3 separate regions of the Mus musculus genome follow, and regions 2 and 3 are each linked to region 1. Evidence: chromatin contacts called from public HiChIP or PLAC-seq and Micro-C data. All regions are on one chromosome and are shown on one strand. The core of a region is the stretch at or near the end of the contact, and the rest is flanking DNA. Distances in the headings are between cores, read along the strand shown. Region 1 overlaps Rapgef2 (Rap guanine nucleotide exchange factor (GEF) 2). Region 2 overlaps Fnip2 (folliculin interacting protein 2). Region 3 overlaps Fnip2 (folliculin interacting protein 2).

Region 1 (4,993 bases), core at 1,545-4,044:
AGAAATAGATTGAAACTGGCAATGCTGAATATTGACACAAAAAAAGGATTTTTGCTATTTAGTCTTTCCTTCTTCACTCTTTGTTTGCTTGTTTATAGGAAAGCCTGTGTGTGTTGGGCAAGTGTCTGTCACTGAGCCACACCCTTAGTCCTTTTCATTCTCTAAATGGGTCCCTGAATTATTTTGGTTTTTGGGGTTTTTTTTTATAGGCATAAACTCTCCACAAGCTTTGAAGAAAATCCTGTCCTTGTCTGAAGAAGGGAGTTTGGAGCGTCACAGGAAGCAAGCAGAAGATACAATATCAAATGCGTCCTCTCAGCTCTCATCGCCCCCCACCTCACCTCAGAGCTCTCCAAGGAAAGGTAGGGCTCACTGACTGCTGTCCCTGCGCAGGTCCACACATTAGTCCAGAGGATCCCACAGAGGTTCACTGTGGAAGTTTCACTGCTCTATGCAAAGGATCTGATGGCATGTGACAGTGGATTTTCCTCATCTGGTTATACATTTGGAAAGATGATGCTAGTTTTAACATTGTGGTTCCCCTTAACTGTCAAAAGACAGGTGCTAGTGTTACAACTAGTGTGCTAGAAAGACTGCTGACAGCGCAGGGAAGGACAGACGGATTATCTGTTTTCTTACAGCCAAACCGCAGGCATGAGCCTTAGAGATTAGAGGATCGGGGCCACACACTGGAAGAAATACTCATTCATTTGTCTTTCTGAACTTCGGTTTTCTCGCCAAGGATAGTATTTTCTAATTCCATCCGTTTCCTGATTTTTGTCATAGTTTTATTTTTCTTTATGGCTGATTTAAACGTCAGTGTGTATGTGCACCGTATTTCCTTGGCTACCCCTCTGCTGGGCATCTAGCCTTTCGTATCCTTGGCACTGTGGATGGAGCTCCAGTAGATATGCATATGCATATATCCTGTAGGTTGGAGTCATGCATATTTGCTAGGAGGAGTATAGCTGGGTTATTGATAATTCTGGTTTAATTTATTAAGGAACCTCTACACTGATTTTCATGGTGACTGCACAGTTGACATTCCCCAGGGCCGTGAAGAGGGACCCTCCTTCCCCCCACGCTCACTAGCCTTTGTTCTCACTGGTTTTCTCAATGACGTTCTGACAGTGGTGCCTCGGTATCTCCCTGATGGCTAAGAATGCTGGAATTTAAACTTGTTACTTGGTCTGTGTGTTTCTTCCTTTTGAGGACTTTTTTTTTCAGCCGAATGGCTTGTTTATTGGTGGCCATTGTGGTTTGAGGTGCTTCATTTTTCCAGTTTTATATGTAGTCTAGATATCAACACTTGTCTGAGATAGAATTGGCAGAGGTTGTCTCCCATTCTGTTGGCTGTGTTCACTCAGTGGCTAGTTTTTATTGTTATGGGAAGTTGATAATCCCGTTTGTCAGTTCTTGGAACTGTTTCGGGTGCTATTTGAATACTAGCCTGGACCTATATCTTGAATTAGTTTCCTCAAGCAGTTTAATTACTTTAGGAATTAAATTGAGGTTTTTGATGTACTTGGGATATACCTTTGCATAGGATGAGAGATGGGGACCTAATTTCATTCTCTGTAAATGGAGACACCAAAATGTCTGTTTTGTCCTTCACATCCCTGGCATATGTTTTAAACACTTTTGTCAAAACTCAGGTTTGTTTCTGCACCCCCCCCCTTTGTTCCATTGATCTTCATGTCTTTTTATGCAATACTGTGATATGGGTGTCACCATGACTCCAAAATACAGTTTAAGATCAGCTGTGATAGTGCTCTGAGCAGTAGCTGGCATGGGGTGCTAAGATGCCTCAGCTTCTAAGTCCCTTTTCATACTTCTGTTGTCCCCATAGTCTGTCTTCTGGTGTCCTTTGCCACACTTTGGTCCTTGTTCTGCTGACTCTGGTTGATGCTTGAGCAGGCGGCAGCACAGGTGGGCACACAGTCAGTGGTGTTCTCCCTCAGTTTCTGACTCCTCACAGACATCCTTTCTGGTTAACTGTCCAGGCTTCACTGTGCCACACTATACTCTTGAGTTAACTGAGTTCAGCCCTCTCCCTGATAGTTCTTTTAGATATAGACAGCATTTACTTATATAACTTTTTAAAACTTTGGTTTTTGAGTAGGAAATATTTTGTGTTTTTTGTTTTTTTTTTTTTTATTTAAAAAGAAAAAAAAATCTTATGAGCTCCGCCTGGTCCAGAACTAACCATGTATATAGAACAGTCTGGCCCCAGACTTGCAGCAATCCCCCTGTCTCTGCCTCCTGAGTCCTAGATTAACAGTCATGTGCCACCATTGCTGGCAAACTTTTAAAAATAGGTTTCATTCATTCATTCATTCATTCATTCATTTATTTTCTTATATACAGCCTGACTGCAATTTCCCCAGTGTCCACCACCTGCCTGCCATATATGTACACCCCCCCTTTTTTACTGATTGTAAGTGTAGGGAGAATTGTTTTTATATTTTTTTCTACTTAAATAGAAATTTATGCCACAGTAATATATAAAAGAAGCCTTGTAAATGTGAACAATTAATGTTCCTTATTTTTCATGATACAAATACGAGTCTTGACTGTCTTTCTTGTTTTCAAGAGACTGCATCTGTTCTTAGGTTGATATTCTTTCAGATTAAAGTAGCTGGTAATTTCTTTCCACAGTTTCCAGTGTTGCCCCTCCCTCCCTCCCCCCTCCCTCCCCCTCCCTCCCCCCTCCCTCCCCCGTCCCTCCCCTGGCCTTTCGATTGCATGTGTGGTCCAGCAGTAGTAAAGGAGATTGTTTTCCTGACAGAGTTTAGCAGCAGAGCGGAGTCAGTCTAACCATAGCTTCCTGTATGTCTGTGTGCAGCGGCTCCAGAGCTCACTGAGTGCGCGGGAGTTCTTTTCGTTCCTCTTGCAGTGGAAGTCAGCTAAGGTCTGCTGGCTCCTGGCAGTTTTCTGTTTGAACTGAGAACAGGAGCAAGAATAACAGTGTTCCCAGAAGTTCTAGGATGGGTGGGGCTTATAGAACCAAGCCTGCTGGGAAAGCTAGTTGACTTGTTAGCTAAGAAAATGGGAGAACCCTTCCAGGCATCAGGCATGGGGCAAACTTTGTGAGGAGAGATTGCCTGTTGGAACTTGCAGTGTGATTTATAAAAAGACAGACCATAAATAACCATGTTAAACCTTATCAAGACCTGCTTAGCCTTTGAAATAAATATAGATCAGGGTCCGTGTGGACTGACGGGACAGAATTTAACCTTCAGGTGCTCTCCAGTTTTGTTGTTGTTGTTTTTGTTTTGTAAGTGGCTTTGGGAAAATTACACTATAATAGGTGAGGTAGTGCAACCCTAACCCCAGCATTGAGGTAGCTGCAACAGAAAGATTAGTAGACCCCAACCTGGGCTAAAAGGAGAAATTTACATTGTACGTGATTATGTCTGTTTATCAGCCTTATATTATGATGGAAATTTAAAAATTGAGTGCTAAGAAAGATTGAGGGATTTTTCATTTAAATATATAAAATTGTCACAGCAAGTTCCCCCTCCCCCTGAACCTTGTGACTTTCAAAGAAGCCTCTCAGGACAGGAAATGAACATGTATTGAGCCAGAGCAGGGCTGAGGAAATGCATGCTACATCCTTCAAAACAGCTATCTTGTAGGTCATTCAGCTAATACAATATTAATGTTGAGAAAATAGATGACAGGAATCCAAAAGTACCTTCTTCGTGTCTTATCCTTGTATTCGTGTCTCCACTTAAACTCTAAAGAATGTGTGGCTACTTCCTAGTGGACTTTGGTGACATTCTCGAAAAGTCAAAACATCTGTTGACATCTGTTGAAAGTAAGACACTCAGACAGGCACAGTGGCGCACACCTTTAATCCCAGCACTAGGGAGGCAGAGGCAGGTGGATCTGAGTCCAATGGTCTACAGAGCCAGTTCTAGAACAGCCAGGGCTATACAGAGAAACCCTATCTTGAAAAATAAAAAAAGAAAATAAGACACTTGCTGTCAGCAGTTTGAGAGTTGGGTCCATACTTCTAAAACTGATGGGTTCTTCTTGATGGAGTTTGGTTGTGGGAGGTTTTGCTTCCAGTTTTGTTTGTGTTGTCTTACTCTGCTAAGATTGCAATTGATGCCTCAGACAAGCCAGACAAGTGCTCAGTCATTGAGCTGTTCTCAGCTGAGTCTTTACTAAGCAGTGTGTTTGTAGCTAAGGAAGCAAGAGTAGTTGAGACACGTCATAGTTTCTTCATCTTTACCAAGAGTGCGTAACAATAGATACTTTTCTCACCATTGAATAAGTAACTTACACTTTATTAGAGTAAAATTTGAATCTCTTAGTCTTCAGGTATTTATACCTTCTTGAATAAACCCCCATTTCATTGTCAACTTACAGTTTTTGCCCATTTGGTGGACCTGTTTAGTTTTTGAAGCTTAAAATATCTAACTACTACATTTACCTTTCTCACTCAGGTTATGCACTGGCTCTCAGTGGCACCGTGGATAATTTCTCAGATTCAGGTCACAGTGAGATTTCTTCACGATCCAGTATTGTCAGCAATTCTTCTTTTGACTCGGTGCCAGTCTCTCTGCATGATGAACGGCGCCAGAGGCATTCTGTCAGCATTGTGGAGAGCAACCTAGGTGTGGGCAGGATGGAGCGGCGGACCCTGATGGAGCCTGATCAATACAGCTTAGGGTAAGCGTCTGTTCCTTGCGATCTTTCCTGTCTCTCTCTGTGGGTCTGTGAGTAAGTGCCGTGCTATTTTTGTTGTGCAGTCTGCTTTTGTAATGTGTTTACTCCTTGTGGCCTTCCTTCTTCTGGAGGAAGACTGCAGCAGTAGTAGACACAGTCCAGTCTCTGTCTGATCTGCCTTCCATGGGTAACCAGAGTATATTCTGCCACCCTGAACCTTGTAAGGAAAGTGTAAGTGCCCCTTCTTTGTAGCAGGCTGTCCTTCCCTCCCCATGTTTGCTTTGTAAGATGAATGAGCAATATGGCAGATCTCTGA
Region 2 (4,710 bases), core at 737-3,236, 420 kb before region 1:
GTAAGGCGGTCAAAGAGTGTCCTGTATGATGACCCTAGGATTTTTAAGGCTAGAGACCAGGGTGCTGTAGGGAAGGAAGTTACTGGTTTTGATGAGGAAGAATGTCATTACCATCAATATTTTAAATGTATTATAGCATCGTTGTTCATTAGTGAGTCAGCAGGCCAGTCATAGAGGAATATCTTCTTAGAGAGTAACGTGGCTCTCTCTCTTCCATGAAGGCCATGATCTCCTGTAGGAAGATCTCTGAATCAAGTCTCCGAGTCCAGTTCTATGTGAGCCGTCTGATGGAAGCACTGGGAGAATTCAGGTAAAGTTCAAGGTTGGAAATCCAACAGGAAGTGATGAGCAGTAGTATGACCAACTGTCATGAGTCTATGTCTTAAAAGAGTTGGGGGACTGGCCATATTTAGTCATCTTAGTGTCGCTACCCATGAGAGCAGGGTACGTAAAGCCAAACATTGAGTAATAACTCTCTCTGTGCCTGACAGTTCTTAATGGGGTCAGTTTTTTTGTTTGTTGTGTTCTTGGGGTGGGGTTGTTGTTTTGTGTTTATTTTAAAGTGGGGGTCTCACTATGTAGTCCTGGCTGGCCTGGAACTGCCTATTAGACTGAGCTGGCTTCAAACTCACAGAGATCCTCCTGCTTCTGCCACCTGAGTGCTGGGATTAAAGTGTGCATTACCACGTCTGGCATAATGGGATCGTTTTCATCAGAATGAACTGAACACTAATTTTAAAGATGTCTTGTAATCAGTTTCATGATCTTATATCTGTTGTCCCATTAAACTTTGAAGGCAAAGCCTTTTTATCCTTTGTACAAATGTTAAAACTGGGGTCCAAGTGTGTGGTGCTGCCTGTGCCCTGAACGAATGAAGAAAATATGTGCATGTTGTAGAGACCTAGCCAGGGCACATCTAGTGCACATGGGAGCCTGTGGTACACGCCCTGGTCTGGATAGTGAATCGAATGATGTCCCTTCTCAGATACTGAAAGCAGTTTCTAACTAATCCAGAGCTCCACCAGTTGTTGTGAATGAGCACTGGTTTTCTATACCCCTTGCCCAAAGTGTGGTTAGCAGGGTGATCTGCTATCAGATGGGGTCCCCCCCCCCCATGCTCATCTGAGTTCCTCAGAGCCAGTCTCTTAACAGGGAATGGAGTCTCACTGAAAAGCAGTGTGGCAAATAGCTGAGGGGTTAAAAACATTGCAGTTCCTAGAATGTTAGAACATTTCTTGCTGATGAGCTCAATGCTGCTTGAAGTAAAATGACTACAGCTTCCGACCTCCAGCTGTAGATAAGGAACTGTTTATGTTGATCATGTGATGAGTGCCTTGAAGGTGTTGAGTAAGCTGTCTTCATTGAGGGCAGCAGTGTCATCCTGCTGTGGCGACATTCGGAGCTGACTTGTGCTTGAGTGTCTGGATGCTAATCTAATCACACTACTAATCTTTCAGAGGTGAAAACCTGAAAATAAAGAACCAGAAATTGTGTCTATAGAGGACTTTTACAGTTAGACAGTGAGCCCTTCCAGGAACAGACAAAATAATGTACTAGTATTATTTTGGTTGGTCGGTTGGTTGGTTGGTTTTTGAGACACATTTTCAGTGCGTATCCCTGGTTGTCCTGGAACTCAGTGTGTAGACCAAGCTATCCTCGAACTCACAGAGATCCACCTGCCTCTGCCTACCAAATGCTGGGATTAAAGTCGTGTGTAACCACACCCAGCTGAGACATAAATTTTGTAGGTAAATCCTATGCCTTGCTACTATAATCATCTTCACTGCTATTGTTTGTACAGATATGTTTTTAATTGAAATAGAATGCTATCACTTTGTCCCCTCCCATGTACTCTCTTGATAACCCCTCTCATGTGTCTTTCTCACCCCTACACTCTTACGATGATAGACTGCTGCTGTTACATGCCTATATGCACAAATAGAGAAATACGGCTTGCTGAGTTTGCTCTTGTGTAGATGGTTTCAGGGATGACCACTCTGCAGTGGACAAACAATAAGGAGACTGACTCATCACTAGAAGAGGAGGCTAACTCTCCCTCTCCCAGCAGTCACTAGTTGCCTACGGTGTTTAGTTTGGGGTGGGACCCCAGGATACATTTTTCTCACTAGTGTTAATATGTCCATGTATATTGCCGTTGCTCTGCCCTTGTTTATGTGGCCATTTCTAGAAGAGACTGTTTCACTATCTCTGGTATTTGGGCACTTGCAGTCTTTCCACCCCTGCTCTGTAACTTCCCCAGAGCCACATGTGGACAGCTGTGATGTAGATTGACTCATTGAGGATGGGGTCCCCCGCATCTTTTGATCCCTGCATTGTGTCCAGTTATGGAGTCATAGCTTCTTAACTCAGTAAATGCTATCTTTGAGAGTGTGGAGTTTTTTTGTTTCCCGGTTTTGCCAAGGTAGGTTTGTGTTCTGTCCTGATCACTTTCGGTACCCAGCTACATAGTTTAGTCTGAGTATGCCTGCTCCATCTTGATTTGGGAGAGATCTGTGTTACTCATTCAGGGCTGAATTTCCTTTTTATGCCGTGGAGAGTCTGAGTAAGTTTTTACATGTGGGAGCCATGTAGCTTAAAACAGAGCCTGCCCCATCCTCACCGTACCATTAAGTATGTACATATCTGCATTAGAAGTTGGCATATGCTAGTGAGGAGGAGCCATTGTGTAATTCTTATCTAAAACAAGATAGGTGTTTGATTTAGAAAGCCAGCACGTTAACAAGAAATCAGTAGAGTTGAGTCACCTAGCAGTCTCATTTTCAACCTAGCACGTGCTTTCTCTGTCCTGCGTATCTGTGTGTGCCCCACCCACCTATTCTAGATGGAGTCTTACTGTGTAGCTGGCTGACTCACACTCACACTCAGGCCTCCTGCCTGTCTCTTCCGTGCTGGGATTACTGGTATGCCCAGCTCTTGATCTGTATTTCTTTACCATGAGAATGCTGTGTGGAGCTGAGAATGTAACTCGGTGATTGAGTGCTTGTATGGCATGCAAAGAGACCAGGATTGGATTCTCACCACCACAAAAACACCTACAAATGACTGTGTGATGTCCTAGAAACCTGTGCGGCTTCTAAGCTTGTATGCATACATTTAAAAATAGATTTCAAAAATGATTATAAATTCTGAAAAAGGACACTGAATTTTTTAACCTTTTTTATTGTGTGTGTGTGTGTGTGTGTGTGTGTGTGTGAGTGAGAGAGAGAGAGAGAGTGTGTGTGTGTGTGTGTGTGTGTGTGTGTGAGTGAGAGAGAGAGAGAGTGTGTGTGTGTGTGTGTGTATGTGTGTGAGTGAGAGAGAGAGAGAGAGTGTGTGTGTGTGTGTGTGTGTGTGTATGCAGTGTTTGAGATCAAGCACAGAGCCATAAGCATGATAGATGGGTACTACACCCTCGTACATTATTTTCTAAATGAATGTTTTTATGTTAGGGATGGTGTGCTTTTTCTCTTAAGGGTTTCTACACTGCCACCTAACTTTGCCATTGTCCTGCAGAAGCACTCAACAGATAATGCATAAATAAATGAACATTCCTGGGTCCCAATAAAACTTTATTTACAAAATGGTAGCAATCAGATTTGTGTTAGTTGTAGTTTGCCAACCTGTGTTCATTTATTTTTGAATTCCTTAAGGAATATATAGATCCAAATAACAATGTTCAGCTTTGTTCTCTGATACTAAGATACCCACAGTAACTATTTATTACAGCTTGTTCCCTCTCTTTCCTGTAGAGGGACTATCTGGAACTTATATTCTGTTCCAAGGATAGCTGAACCAGTTTGGCTTACCATGATGTCAAACACCTTGGAGAAAAACCAACTCTGCCAGCGCTTTCTCAAGGAATTTATACTTCTGATTGAACAAGTCAACAAAAACCAGTAAGTATAACCCTCTTGAGGCTCGTGGCCCAGTCCTGAGCCAGCGCATGTTCTGTGCAGGACATGCCTTGTCCTGTATTTGGCTAATCTGGGTATGCTTTTGTCTGTTTCCCCAAGGTTTTTTGCTGCCTTACTGACTGCGGTGTTAACCTACCACCTGGCCTGGGTACCAACTGTCATGCCTGTTGACCACCCTCCCATTAAAGCCTTCTCGGAGAAGCGTACCTCTCAGTCAGTGAACATGCTGGCCAAAACACATCCATATAATCCTCTCTGGGCGCAGCTGGGTTAGTATCTAATCTGAGTGTTCAGAGAATGTGTCTGATGAAATAGGAAAAGAAACATGCTGGAAATTGTAGCTTATACTGGCCTTCTGACCAAGTCACTCGAAGATTGTCTCTTGCAGGAATAAGATAGGCCCACAGAGCCGCACTGTCGGGCTCCTCTCCTCCCCATCTCCCTCGCTGGCGGCTTTGATCTGCTCTTTTGAGACGTCGTAGGTAAACTGAGTTCTCCACGCCAACGGAGGCTGTTCACCCTATCACGGTTTCTTTAACTACTGACTGTTTATGCAGATAATTTTTTGTGGTCGAGTTGTGATAGGGCAGGGGAGGGCTGTCTCATTTCTTATAGGTCGTTAAGCAATATTCCTGGCCTCCATTCGCTAGATGCTAGTACAGCCCTTGTCTTCCTAGAGCTCTAACCATCAAAATGTCTTTAAATGTTGCCAGATGTCAGTGGGAAGAGGAGCAAGAAAAGGAGTGAGGGCTGTTGTTGGAGGGGCTGGGGAGAGACGACCAGAAGGAAGTGGCAC
Region 3 (4,759 bases), core at 1,880-4,379, 480 kb before region 1:
TTCCATACGTGTTATCCTCCAGCATGCTAAGCACTGCTGTTATTGCATGGCTGGTTTGGAGAATGTGTGGAGGGAATGGAAGTAACCTCTGCTTACTCCAGCTGACAGTTAACGTGCACCTTAGCTCTAGTTGGTGCAGGCAGATTCACAGTCCGTGATTTGTACACCATTGTCTTACCCCGAAGCCCAGTTTGCCCTGGGCTTTGATCTTAATGCTGCTGGCTTGGCTCCTTGTGTTCCTGTCCCAGACTCTATGAGTGCTGCGATTATAGACAGGCATGGCCACACTAGAGGGTCAAGCTTTATGCTAGATTCATTTCTTTACATTTCACTATTCATGGGTTGGGCCTGTGTGTGTGTTGATGAATGCATACAGGGTGTACGTATGGAGATCAAAGGACCAACTTTTGGGAGATCTTCCATCGTATTATCAGGCTCAGTGGCAAGTACTTTACTCAGTGAGATACCTTACACACACCCACACACACACACACACACACACACCCCACCCCTGTTATTCTTTACTCCTTTCTTTTTTTCTTTACTCCTTTCTAGTAGTGAGTTTTACAGCTGGGGCCATTGAAGTTAACATTGTATCTAATATTTACTATCAATGGCGAGTGAGCTTGACTTGACCTTCCTGTATGCTAAAGTAGCTTGTTGTGGGCCTTTCCTAAGGAGCTGTGAGTAATAGCTTTTCACTCCAGACAAGGCCCTAAGGACAGACCAAAGAAGTGATTCCACCCAAGTCCAGCTTGCTCAACCAGTGCGTTTATTGGGGTGACTTACAGAAGCGTGGATGACTAAAGGGCAGCTGCGGCACCAGGAAGCCCATCTGCGTATGAGTGGGGACTCCTGAAAGCTGAGTCCCAGACCACAGGCTGCTCCACAGGAGTCCTTTCCCCAGCGGTTGCTAACTGCTTGTATGAGCGTAGGCAGAGGTCTTGTGAGTCTTGTAGGATTTCTGAACTTCCAGAACCTGGTAAGGTTGGAGGGATTCCTGAGATGTCAGCTTCCCTGGTGTGTGTCCAGGAGGAGATGTTTGAGCTCACAGGAAGTAGCTGGAGCACATGAGTGTCTGGAGGCTTCGTGCCAAGTCCACTCATCAGGACTGTTGTGTTCCACTCGCCAGGCTGTAGTAGGTAATTTCATTGTGGTTGAGGTTCTGCCATGATGGATCTTTTCAGTTTTAATTTGTGTGTGTGGGGGGGTGGGGGGCGGGGGTGGGTGGGAGGGGGGCGGGGGTGGGTGGGAGGGAGGCGGGGATCGAACCCAGGGCCCTACATGTGTCTTACCACTTATTTAGTTCTGATTATTTTAGAACATTTTAGTGCAAGGTACTGAGCCTACAGCTTACCATTTTCTTTCATTTTTTTTCTTTTTAGATTTTCTTTCTTTTTATTTTATGTGTATTAGTGTTTGGCTGAATGTTTGTGCCCATGGAAGGCAGAAGAAGGCATTGGATCCCCTGGGCCTGAAGTCACAGTTGGTTGTGAACTGCCATGCCTGTGCCGGGAATCAAACCTGGGTCCTCTGGGAGAGAGAGCATCCAGTGTCCTTAACCACAGAGCCACCTCTCCAGCCCTGTGACTATTTATTTGCCTTCAGAGCTTTATCCCAGAGCTGTCATTAGTTAGGAGAGTACAGCTACCCATGAAGATAAAACTTTGTTTTCTGCCCATATAAAAAATACCTAGAGCAAGACACGGGCTATACACTTGTAAGTTTAGCATCCGGGAGGCCGAGGCAGAAGGAAGGAGAGGGTAGGGTTAGCCTGGGCCACATAATGAGTTCTAGGACAGCCTAGCTCCAGTGAATCCCTGAAATAAACAAAACAAACTCAGATGTGGGAGCCTTGGTTAAGTATGATGTGAACATTTGGGAAAGTCCGTTTGCACATGTCCATATCTCCCCATCTTCCTCAGGAATGGGAGGAGCCCATTCACTCACTGGTTGGGTTTCTTTTGGTCTCGTGTAGTTTCAAAGATTGGTCCAGTTTAAGGCTGATTTGCATCAGAGTTTAGCACTATTTTCCTGCTGCTCTGCTTCTGTTGCTATCTTGTCAGGACAGATGGATGGATGGATGGACAGGCACCTCTTCAGGGGTAACTGGGCAGGACGTAGGAATGAGGAAGGGTGAACTATAAGCATGAGAAATAATAAAACCAGATAGTGATATTTAAAGTCACAGCAGGGTTTTGAGATCAAGTAACCTGGGAGAATGGTAACATAATTAATAGAAATGGGAACTTAGAAAGAGAAATGATTTTTAAAAGGGAATAAATGCATTTGTAAGCTGCATTGAGGTACTTATACTCCCAAATAATAATGTATGAAGTTAGAGAGATAATAGCTAATATTGCCAGAGTACCAGAGTTCATCTTTAACTCTTCGGAAACTTTCTTTTTTGTCCCCCTCACACTAACTACATGGTTAAAATTGCTTTTCCAAGCTCAGGTCAACTGCCATCTGCGATCTTCTTTGCTGATTGCTTCAAAGGGGACACTGGTCCCTTTCCGCTTGTGGACATAGGATTTTATTTCTTTTTATGTGGCAGTTAATAATCTCTAAGCCTGTTTTTCTTTTTTTTTTTAAAAATTTGTATGTAGGTCTATAATTTGATTTTGAGACATTTGTGAGGGGGTGGGGGAGGAGTACAGAAAAATGGGGGGGGCTAGTTTTCTTCATAGAAGCTTCTAGAAGTGATAGTGTAGTATACTTTATCCTTCTCCAGAAGAAGTGGCCTCTTATTTATGGACAGGTCTCTTTAAAAGTTGCTTCATATTTTTTTTAAATCCAAAGCCAAAAATACTATATTTGGGTTTGGTGTAGTGGCACATGCTCATAATCGCAGCATGCAAGAGGCAGATGCAGAAGGATGCTGCATGTCTGAGGCCAGCCTGCTCTACATAATCATTTTAAGCCTACCCAGGGCTAAGGAATAAGACCTTGTCCCTAAAAGGCTTTTTAAAAAAAAACCTCAAAACAAAACAAAACCCAAGAAAACAAAAACCAAAAACTACAACAAAAAACAGGCTGGAAAGATAGCGCAGTTATTCCAGGCACTGGCTGCTCGTGCAGAAGACTTGGGTCCAGTTCCAACACCCTCATGGTAGCACATAACCATCTGTGTAATTCCAGTTCCAGGGAATCCTCTTCCGGCCTCTGAAGGTACCAGGCAGGCGTGCACCCAGCGCACATTTGTATATACAGGCAAAGCGCTCATACACATAAAATAAAAAGAGTTTTTAAAAAGCCGGAAAACCAAAGAAATGATTGCAAACATTTCCATTACATCATTTATTTATTTTGGTATATGCGCATGTGTGTGGGTGCACATGGAGCTCAGAGGACAGTTTTTGATAGTCGGTTCAAACTCATCCACACTGATCTAGGGCCCCAGGATCAAACTTAGGTCCTCACGCTTGACGGAAGGTGGCTTTGTCGCTGACACGCCCTTCTTCCTATCCCCACAAATCGTAGTCTTTGTCTTCATTCTTGTCTTTTTTTTTTTTTTTTTTTAAAGAAGTTGCCATGTTAGGTACTTTTGTACCACTGTGGCTCGTTTCACTCCAGAAACAATTTAAGGTAGGAAAGGCTTTTTCTGAAGGGTTCACTCCATGGCTGTTTAGTTGCAGGTCCTTGGTAAAACATGGTGGCAATGGGAGCATGAGGGGGAACTTCCTCATGGTGGGCAGGAAGCAGAGAGAAAAAGACCGGTCGCAGCGCTCCTCAAGCAAACATGGTCCCGCTGGCCACAGGCTGCACTCAGGAAAGCACTAAGCCAGTGCCTGTTATAGCCCCCCTCTAATCTGGGTATTGCCCTGCCCTGCCCTGCCCCCTCCTGCTCTCTGCACCGTACTCTCAGGATTTCCTGGCATTCAGTTTTTGTTAGTAATCAGGTGTGCTGCTGCCGCTGTTGTCGTAGTGCAGGGGCCCAAGCCTCTTGGCCTCTTCGCCTTTAGACTAAACTCATCTTGAGTCGAGGCTAAAAACAATGTGCCGGGGAAACTCTGCCACAGGTGAATGGCTTTGACTGGAAGTGGGAAAGTCTGTTTTTTCCAGCTTCAAGAATAGTGGAGAGCAGCTTAATCGTGGCGGGGTGGGTGGGGTAGGGAGCCTGGTAGAGGACAGATGTGATGAGAGTTTCCTGTGGACCTGCTGCTTTGGTTCAGGCTGAGGCTATTAAAGGTACATCCGAAGAATGAAGCAGCCGTCTAGGGCTGCAGAAGTAATCAGACTGTCTACGCACAGTAGTTTGACGGCTAATCATGGTTGTCAACTCGACAAACCTGGGAAGAGGGAGTCTCAATCAACAAACTGCCTCCATCAGATTGGCCTGTAGGCATGCCTGTGGGGCATTTTTTGGTTGCTAGTTGATGGAGGTGGGCTCACAGGTCACTGTGGGTGGTGCTTGCTGTCCCTAGGCAAGTGAATCTGGGCCAGCTAACTGAACAAGCCATGGAGAGCAAACCAGTAAGGAGCATTTCTCCCTTGGTCTCTGCTTCTGATCCTTTCTGGGCATCTCTCGATGCTGATAGCGTGTAACCCAAATAACCCTTTCTCCCCCCAAGTTGTTTTTGTTCAGTGATTTATCGCAGCAACAGCCATGAAAAGTAGAAGACAAATTGGTACCAGCATAGTGGGGTATGCCTGTGACAACCTGACCATGTTTTGGGGAGGACTGTGGGGACTATGGAACTTCGGGCCAGAAGATCCATTCGGTGTTAAAAGAACTCTGTGGGATGTTGTATAGGAG

Evidence for each region. A called contact is a pair of places that touch in the nucleus more often than the background predicts. HiChIP or PLAC-seq counts read pairs in DNA pulled down with a chosen protein or histone mark.
Region 2: an H3K27ac HiChIP or PLAC-seq map of microglia shows a contact between it and region 1, with 4 times the contacts expected there. The contact joins two enhancer-like sites. A contact is called at or near these places in 1 of 39 promoter capture datasets (hippocampal neurons), 3 of 484 Hi-C or Micro-C datasets (cerebellar granule neurons, cortical neurons and neural stem cells) and 3 of 115 datasets of contacts at active chromatin or transcription factors (bone marrow-derived dendritic cells, differentiating embryonic stem cells and microglia).
Region 3: a contact with region 1 is called in a Micro-C map of embryonic stem cells, with 2.3 times the contacts expected there. The contact joins two enhancer-like sites. A contact is called at or near these places in 1 of 39 promoter capture datasets (cranial neural crest), 1 of 484 Hi-C or Micro-C datasets (embryonic stem cells), 1 of 115 datasets of contacts at active chromatin or transcription factors (stem cell-derived neural progenitor cells) and 1 of 9 other capture datasets (embryonic stem cells).

The regions. Positions count from the first base shown.
Region 1 is chr3:79,069,677-79,074,669 of GRCm38.p6, reverse strand. It overlaps Rapgef2 (Rap guanine nucleotide exchange factor (GEF) 2), which reads left to right. Exons shown (of 24, transcript NM_001310536.2): 20 at 210-362; 21 at 4,455-4,680. Among named protein-coding and RNA genes, the nearest start is that of Gm52609, 16 kb to the right of the region's middle. Within about 2 kb of position 2,794, at least 59 of the 459 cell types and tissues checked have an H3K27ac peak or open chromatin away from gene starts, as enhancers often do. A contact at or near this core is called in embryonic stem cells and microglia, where this site is marked.
Region 2 is chr3:79,488,432-79,493,141 of GRCm38.p6, reverse strand. Fnip2 (folliculin interacting protein 2) reads left to right here. Exons shown (of 17, transcript NM_001162999.2): 10 at 222-310; 11 at 3,750-3,896; 12 at 4,014-4,183. Among named protein-coding and RNA genes, the nearest start is that of Gm36442, 21 kb to the left of the region's middle. Within about 2 kb of position 1,986, at least 35 of the 459 cell types and tissues checked have an H3K27ac peak or open chromatin away from gene starts, as enhancers often do. A contact at or near this core is called in microglia, where this site is marked.
Region 3 is chr3:79,548,306-79,553,064 of GRCm38.p6, reverse strand. All of the region lies in intron 1 of Fnip2 (folliculin interacting protein 2), which reads left to right. Among named protein-coding and RNA genes, the nearest start is that of Fnip2, 17 kb to the left of the region's middle. Within about 2 kb of position 3,129, at least 16 of the 459 cell types and tissues checked have an H3K27ac peak or open chromatin away from gene starts, as enhancers often do. A contact at or near this core is called in embryonic stem cells, where this site is marked.